Regions from separate parts of the Zea mays genome. Here region 2 is linked to region 1. The links are chromatin contacts, called in public Hi-C maps. All regions are on one chromosome and are shown on one strand. Each heading gives the region's core, a stretch centred on a gene start, on an enhancer-like site or on the middle of the called end of the contact. The rest is flanking DNA. Distances are from core to core; before and after follow the strand shown.

Region 1 (4,153 bases), core at 858-3,357:
CCACCTACAGGGTCGTAGCCTCCCTTGAGGAGGGCCCGGGGGCCACTGTCGGTACCCTGGAATAGGGGTACCCCTTACTATAGTAAGGAGGCGCAGTAAACCACGCCTCACCCCTCCACGGGGGCAATCTTTGAGGCCACCAGGATCCGGACCCTCGTAAGGGAACACCGGACCCCAACACACCTAATTGGGATCTTAGTGTTCACCTAAGACGGAACCCGGACCCCTCTAGGTGAGGTCCGGACCGTCCACAACGAGATCTCGGGACGGGGAATATCGTGGCTTAAGTCGGGGGCGTATAGGGGTCCGGCACAGACACTTGTCGAGATTTTGTCAGGCACGCCTACTCTCCCCGCCTGGGCGGAAACCCGATGCTGCCACGTGTCTATGGCCCGTGACGAAAGCCGGAGAGCACGGCCTGACGTAAGGTTTCGGGCCCGTGCGATCTCTGCATTTATTGCGGAGATCGCGCGCCGCCTGACCGCCCTGCTCACAGGCGAAGTGCCCACTCGGCATTTAATGCGCCCCGTCCACTCTGGTGGCAGGCGTCGACCAGGTCGGGCGGCATACCTGGCCAATCAAAGCAGTGGGCAGTACGCCCGCACCGCCGCATGCGTGCAGTGGTCATCATAACTTGGTCCATACCAAGGAACCTTGGGCAGCACGCCAATTCTACTCAGGCAGTGGATGTCAAGGCACAGGGAGATAGCGCAAGGTGACCGACACTAGTTGCTCCGGGTGTTCCACCCTTATGTCTCTGGGCCCGCATGTCGGGGTTCAGGGTCTCTTTGTACATGTCCCCCCTCGACTATAAAGGGGGCACGCGACGTTACACACACGCAGTCTCAGACTCGCTAAGCTCATACAAGCTCTCGAGCAATACAACTCACAGTGGAGTAGGGTATTACGTTCCGGCGGCCTGAACCACTCTAAACCCTTGTGTGTTCCTGAGTTCTTCCTCCTCACTCCAACGATCAAGCAAAACGCCTAAGCCCCTCCTCATCTTAGGATTTAGGGCGGGTGCACTCCGCCACCCGGCCGAGGATTTCCTATCCGACAGTATCCATTACCCTATATAAACCGTTTGTGTTACATTTCAGCGGACCAAACACCACCATAGATTGGATGACGGACGGGCTCCACTTGTTAGGAACGACCATATATATTCTTCAACTAAATACAAGCCAAGGACGAAACACTAGAAGCAAAGGGGACAAAAGGATCGAACACGGCAAGTAGGTGCCGATCCGTTCACCCCGTACCAAGTGACGAAATGGAATCGCTGTATTACAGTATGCTATTGGAAATTGTGATCAAAGAGCGCACGCGGCACGCCGTGTTCCTGTCCACATGTGCACGCGCCCGTGGCCGCCGGGATGATCTGGACTCTACTCTAATGCCGCTCTAGATTATTGTACTTTTGGTTATTTATTCAGACGTTTCGTAATCATCGTCCCTGTCTTTTTGTAAAGCTGTAAAATAAAGTCAGCTAAAGTGATGTTCAGCGCATGTCCGGAAATAATCTTTCATCATGCAGTAAACGTCAGACACTAGCCTTGAGAACGATTCAACAACAGCACCGCCGTCCCCGTGCCATCCCTTTTTCCAGTAACCCTAAAACCTCAATAGCTAAACTCATTCAAACAGCGAAATTTATAAATACTAGCAAAAAATACTCATACGTTACAACGGTGGTATAAATATAGGTTATATAAAAACATATATATTTTGCTGGATAGATGGTTGTAAACGTGAATTTAGAGAGAACAACTTCACGTAATTAATTTTAGCTTTTTTTTTCTTTACCATGTCACTTCACTCCGAGTTCTTCCGATGCTGGCCTTTCGTCGTTTCCCTTCGCGCGGTGGATGGGGGTGCACCAGCGACGTTGCTTGTCGGGGCTCTCGGTGAAATTTCAGCCAGACCCAGACGCCACGCGCCAGACCGCGGGTGCGAGAATACTCAGGGCATCGCATCTGCGAATCTGCCCGGTATCTGCTGGTTGGTCGGCCATTAACCGGTTCGCACCAGCACCACAGGCGTGCGTCCATGGTGCACGTTGCGGGCCGCCAGCGTCGCCACGTCCCGCCTCGGGCAACCCGGACAACCGTCAGCACGACGTGTGGAGCCTGGAGATTGGAGAAGGAGAACCCCGAGTTTCCCCCGCGCCGGGATCGGAGCCGCCGCGGATCCGGCCGCCGGCGCGTGGGAGAGCAGCGGACGACACGCGGCGCGCGGGCCCCAGCGCATGCATGCCGCGGCTTTGCGGCTCCGGGCGGGCCGCGTTGCCGACGTGCGGGGACGGACAAGTTCGCCGCAGGAACAGGAACGGCTAGGAAAAAATAAGACCTCCGTATTTAAAGGCGAAGTCGGCAAGTTCAAACGGACCGTCAGCATCCACGGGCGCAAGGACAGCACAACCCCCAAAAAAAATAACGACACAGTTTCTACACTTATATATATCGTTCTAAACAAAAATAAAATTTATATTTCATTACTACTCCCTCGGTCAAACAGCATCTCTACGAGATTCCTAATGGTTAAAATTTATTAAATTTAATTACATTATCCAAAGTATTAGCAATACTTATTTTTTATCTAGGAAATGATTCATGATCCCCGGTACCCACTGATGGAAAAACACCTGGTCGTTGGGGCCCATTAGTCAGCTTGAAGAGGTGGATACGTCAACCCTAAAAGAATCCGCCTTCGATCGAACCCCGCGGCACCGAGTCCGTGGTCGAACATGCCGGAACCTGACAAGAGGGTCGGGCGGCTTGTTCGGCTGGCTGGCAAGCGTAGCTGCTGCAGATGTTCGGACTGCTGCAGCTGCAATTTATAGAGCCAAAATACTGTAGAAGCCAAAGTCGCAACAAGCCGCAGCGGACAAGCCATCGAGTGGATCCCGCGCCTGGCCACAGACTGACCTGCCGTGAATACCTAGCCGCATGAACCACGCCTGACACTGACCCACAGCGCAGGCACCGTTATGCTTCTCACTTATGACCTATGAACTCCCTCGTACCGCATACCACTCATGACCTATGAGTCCCTCGGACTATGGCGCATTTATGGTCCGCCCGTCATCTACGCACGGTGCATTCATGGCCTATCAGACTAGGCCTAAGTGCACAGATCACTAGTAGAGCGCAACACGGCGGGTCGCGTCGAGTGAAAGGGAATTAGGCTTACACCTATTTCCTAAATGATTTTGGTGATTGAATTGCCCAACACAAATAATTAGACTAACTAATTTGCTCTAGTGTATAAGTTATACAGGTGCCAAAGGTTCACACTAAGCCAATAAAAAGACCAAGAAAAGGGTTCAACAAAGTGAGCAAGGGATAACCGAAGTGTGCCCTGGTCTGGCGCACCGGACAGTGTCCGGTGCACCACCGGACAGTGTCCGGTGCACCAGGGGACTTCAAGCTGAACTTCACACCTTCGGGAATTCTCAGAGGCGCTTCGCTATAATTCACCGGACTGTCCGGTGCTACACCGGACAGTGTCCGGTGCTCTAGGGAAGAGCGACTCTGAACTCGCCAGCTTCGGATTTCCGCTCCGCTATAATTCACCGGACATGTCCGGTGCACACCGGACTGTCCGGTGAGCCGGCGGAGCAACGGTTATTCCGCGTCAACAGTCACCTGCTACAACATTAAATGCGCGCCAGCGCGCGCAGAGGTCAGAGCACGCGCGGGTGGCACACCGGACAGTCTACAGGACTTGTCCGGTGCGCCACCGGACAGCAAGGCGGGCCCACAAGACAGAGCTCCAACGGTCGAACCCTAACGGCCGGGTGACGTGGCTGGCGCACCGGACTGTCCGGTGCGCCCGTCGACAGCAGCCTTCACCAAACGGCTAGTTTGGTGGTTGGGGTTATAAATACCCCCAACCACCCCACATTCAAGTCATCCAAGTTTTCCACCTTCCAACTACTTACAAGAGCTCTAGCATTCAATACTAGACACACCCAAGTGATCAAATCCTCTCCAAATTCCACACAAGCTTTAGTGATTAGTGAGAGAGATTTGTTGTGTTCTTTTGAGCTCTTGCGCTTGGATTGCTTTCTTTCGCATTCTTTCTAGAGATCAAACTCACTTGTAATTGAGGCAAGAGACACCAATCGTGTGGTGGTCCTTGTGGGAACTTT
Region 2 (4,153 bases), core at 1,084-3,583, 82 kb before region 1:
TGATACAGATAAAAGTTGTTCCGTATATATAGATCTCAAGAGGTAAATATGGAAAAAAGAGAAACAGGCAAATTGAAAAGGGTAGGCACAGGACATAAAGTAAACAGTAACTTTGAGCAAATGTTTTTGTGTATGATTTTAACATGATAATCTGCTCATAAGATGGCAAGCTTTAAGCACACATAACAGGATGGGTGACTTACTTCAGACCTTCATGATGTCCAGGAGCCAAAACTGATGAGTATTTCTTATTACCCCCGTCTCGAGATACAAATATCTGGAAAAGCAGTATATTTAACTGTTCAAAGGTTGAGCCTTAATAGTAAAACTAAGGCCAAAATACTGCAAAAATTTGCGGCGCTAGGTGTAAAATTGTAATCTACCTGAAATATAATCAATTATAAGAACTTAATGAAGTGTTTAAAGACATTAGAATAGGTATGTCTAAAGTTATTGTGCTGGCTAAAGAAACGAAATGCATTACAAAGGGCGAAGGCAGGTACATGAAAGAAGAACAATCTAAAGTTATTGCACCAACTAAAGAAACGAAATGCGTTATAGAATGTATGCATAGCTTGACAAAAAAAATGCCCCTATCAACCATACTTCATATATCAGTGGAAAAAAGTGTAACCAGCCCACCAGCAAGTGCCAACTGTGAAGATTAAGTAACCTTCCCAGACATCATAACCTTGGTTGCATGCAACCATTCAGAAAAGGCAGTGTTATGCCATCTTAGCAAAGAAATATCATCTTATCGAACTCCCAAAAAAATGCATTGATCACATAGTTATATAAAATATAATAACTCATTTGCACATGGAACTTAAAATGTGTTTGTTTAAGTGATACTTCAAACATCTATAGTGCTCAAAAGGACATATCATCATACACATCAAGCTTCAAGAGTACATAAAGCATTGCACACATACATCATACAGCAAACCAAAGTCTAATAGAAACAGCATGATAAGATAGAAACATTACAGAGAACTGGTTCTCCATGACCGGCGAACTTTCACAAAGACCAGGTATGATGTGCCAATTCTTGAACTCTCCCCTGAAACCTCTCGAAATGCTTCCGCTCCTGTAAAAACCGATACTGCTGATATGAAGGCAAAGTTCTCCAGAATGCATCGATATATGAAGTTCAGATAAGCAATGGCATTAGCACACACCCCATCCCACCAAGTGGCACACCCTGGGAAGCTGACGGTTTACAGCGCTCTTTTGTGAACGGATCGATCGGTGCTTTCTGCAAGCACAACAACAGATCACACCCTGTCAGCACAGTTTTTGGATCCATTTGTGTTCTGAAGAAAATCATGCATAGGAGGATAGCTGATGTCACCCGTCCATGTGACGCCTCCTCCCGAACATACGACCATAGTCTCAGGCCAAGGCTCATCTGCAATTGCGGGAGCAGAACTTAGCAGGCAGCACCAACAAGGCAACAGCTTTGAACTAGAAGAGGAATAGAAAAAGCACATGTCCTAAAACACCCAACACAGAGGACCGGATCCCCGAGGCGTCCATACCATCCTCATTGCCTCCATGAAAGTGACACTGAACTCCTTGAGGATGTTCGCGTGGCTGTTGAGCCGCCTCCGCCACGCCTGCTCCGGCGGCGCCCCGCCATCGAAATCCAACTGCAGCGAAGGAAGCTCCAAAACGTCAGACCACCCCGCAAGCAACAGTCAACACGAAACGAGAAACGGAACGGATTCGCCGACGCAGGAGCCAAAAAGTGGGCTCACCAGCTGCAGCGCGGTCCGGCCGACGTACTCCTCCGCCGGCCACGAGTTCTTCCGGCAGTGGAAGATGTGGCCGCTCACCATCGCGCCCGCTCGACTCGAAGTGCTAGTTGCCGCTTCTCACCCTCCCCCGCGCCCGCGGTCACTGCCGCAGCCCCACCGACACGATCCTGCCCGCGCCGCGCGCCGCCGATCCGGGGTGCGCGCCCCCTGGGCTCCCGCCAAACCAGAAGATTCGCGGGCCGGACGCCCTCATGCGCATCCCCCGCGGCGACCGGGATCCCCAGCGGTAGCCCTCCGCATCGCCGCGCCGCCCCCGCAGATCGATTCGGCGCCCTCTGGATCGGCTGGTCACGCCGCGGCCGGCTGGATTGGATTGGACCGAATCCAACCGGTGAGTATGTATGGCTCTCCCTGCCCCTCCTCTTCTACCTTTTCTCCTCGCGGGCTGTCTGTCGCCGCGCTGGTGTGGTGCGCTATGGAGTCGTTCTCGAGGAGCGAGAAGGTGAGAGGAAGTCGACGGCGCACGCACTGGTGCCCGGAGGGTGGAGGGCTGGGCCTTCTGGAAGAGAAGAAGAAAGTGGTTACAGCGCCTACCGGCCACGCGCGTATGAATGGATACTACTAGTAGTACTCTACCAGCCCCGTTGGGTGGCGGTGCCGATTCGTGAGTTGGGGCGGCGGGCGGTTTACTAGCGTCTTCTCTGACGGCAGTTCGTGGTCTTTGCGTTGAGTTCAGGTGTCCACATACGTAACGGGAACCGAGGAAAACCTGCCGGTGATTTTGGGGGACGCCGGCCTGGCTCGTAGACTACGCTAGAATCGGTGCTGAATGCTACTACACGGTACGGAATAGCGAATCGGAATCCTTTTTTATGCTTTTAGCGAGGACTGCAACAATTTTGTGCGGTGCGGATCGGTTTTGCTTTTAGAGACCGAATTGAGTGTTTGGTTTGGCTTTTTCTTTGGTTTTTGTCCTTTAAAAACCAAAAATAAACTAAAGGACTGCAACCAGAAATTAACATTTTTAAGGATTCATTTCCACAAACGAAAATGAACTGTTTTTTTTAGAAAATAAATTTTTTTTTGAAAAATAGGGTTCCCAATCTAGCCCTAAAACACGACTTTTTCGTAGGACAAACATGAAAGCACCTCTAGACCTACTTTTAGTAGCTTTTGAATAAACTGAGAAAATATAAATGTAAGAACTTTTAGCGGCTTTAGAGATTCCACCAAATAATTTTTAACTTTTTAATAGATCACACCCCATATAAGCTTTTTTTATAGCTCACAGGCAACAACAACTTTTTTCACAGTCACAACCCAACCAAACAGACCCTTGGAGTGTGTTTGGTTTGGCTTTTGTTCCATAAAAGCCAAAAGCTAAACTAAAGGAATGGATCCAATAAACAACTTTTTCCTAAAATCCGACTTTCTCGTATTGTAAAACTGAAAGCAACTCTGGACCTGCTTCTAGCGGCTTTTGATGGTACCAAACGATTTTAGGATTTTTAATAGCTCACATCACACAACAGTTTTTTCACAGTTTACAGCCTACATCAGTTTTTTCCACAGCCACAACATCAACCAAACAGACCTACCGGTTCGAGGTGCGTAATCACGTTGTTAATTAATCTACTAATGTATAATGTGGAGATACTACTGATGAAAATTTGTGTTGAAAATATATTTCTGGAACATAGCTCTCTGAATGGCACAATCAAAATTAACATACTGTTTATGGAGAATTTTTCGATAATGAATTGAGATAGATCACGAGATCAAAAACTAAAGGTATGACATAGGAGACATGAAAATTAAGATAGATTCGGGCCTCTTGATTTAAGATGATATTATGTGTCCGCTTTATGGTGGTGTTTTTGTATTTTCTAATAAAAACTCATCTGATATGATCTCATGGGATCTACTTGAGGGCTCCCTGCTCCTGCTTCTAAGAAGGGGGCGATTAATACCTAGTCCATAATGGTATCAAATCGGTTACCTAATTGTACATGAATCCAATTATATGATTACAAGTGTATCTTTGACTTATCATTTATCTGTTAGGATCTTTGTATTATCCGATAGAACCTTTGTCTTATCTGTTAGGATCTTGATCATATCTTCTATTCGGATAAGACCTTTGTCGTGTTTGTGCTTCTGTAATCCTATTGGTGGTAGACCTCCTTCTGATCATGATGGACGAGTCTATGGGCTCTCAGCCAAGCTCATGGCCAATCTTACATATCCTTCTCGTTGAGATTGATCCAGGTACCCCTAGTATATATATTCTTGACAATAGTCTTCGATTTTTATTTGGTTGAATCATTAACTCATGTTGATGAGACTCTTCTATTGAATCTTCTTGAACGTCTTGAATTGTTTGTGACTGACTTGTT

What was found. Hi-C and Micro-C count contacts between places; a contact is called where the count stands out from the background.
Region 2: a Hi-C map of ear shows a contact between it and region 1, with 2.3 times the contacts expected there. The contact joins the promoter of LOC100279895 here to the enhancer-like site in region 1. A contact is called at or near these places in 7 of 25 Hi-C or Micro-C datasets (bundle sheath, ear, endosperm and 2 more) and 1 of 3 datasets of contacts at active chromatin or transcription factors (seedling).

The regions. Positions count from the first base shown.
Region 1 is chr1:238,262,310-238,266,462 of Zm-B73-REFERENCE-NAM-5.0, reverse strand. No RefSeq gene overlaps it. Among protein-coding and RNA genes, the nearest start is that of LOC103645359, 32 kb to the right of the region's middle. Within about 2 kb of position 2,107, at least 18 of the 20 cell types and tissues checked have an H3K27ac peak or open chromatin away from gene starts, as enhancers often do. A contact at or near this core is called in bundle sheath, ear, endosperm and 3 more, where this site is marked.
Region 2 is chr1:238,344,535-238,348,687 of Zm-B73-REFERENCE-NAM-5.0, reverse strand. It overlaps LOC100279895, which reads right to left and starts at 2,333. Exons shown (of 18, transcript NM_001361000.2): 1 at 1,758-2,333; 2 at 1,539-1,649; 3 at 1,352-1,408; 4 at 1,179-1,255; 5 at 988-1,087; 6 at 204-277. The coding sequence starts at 1,838.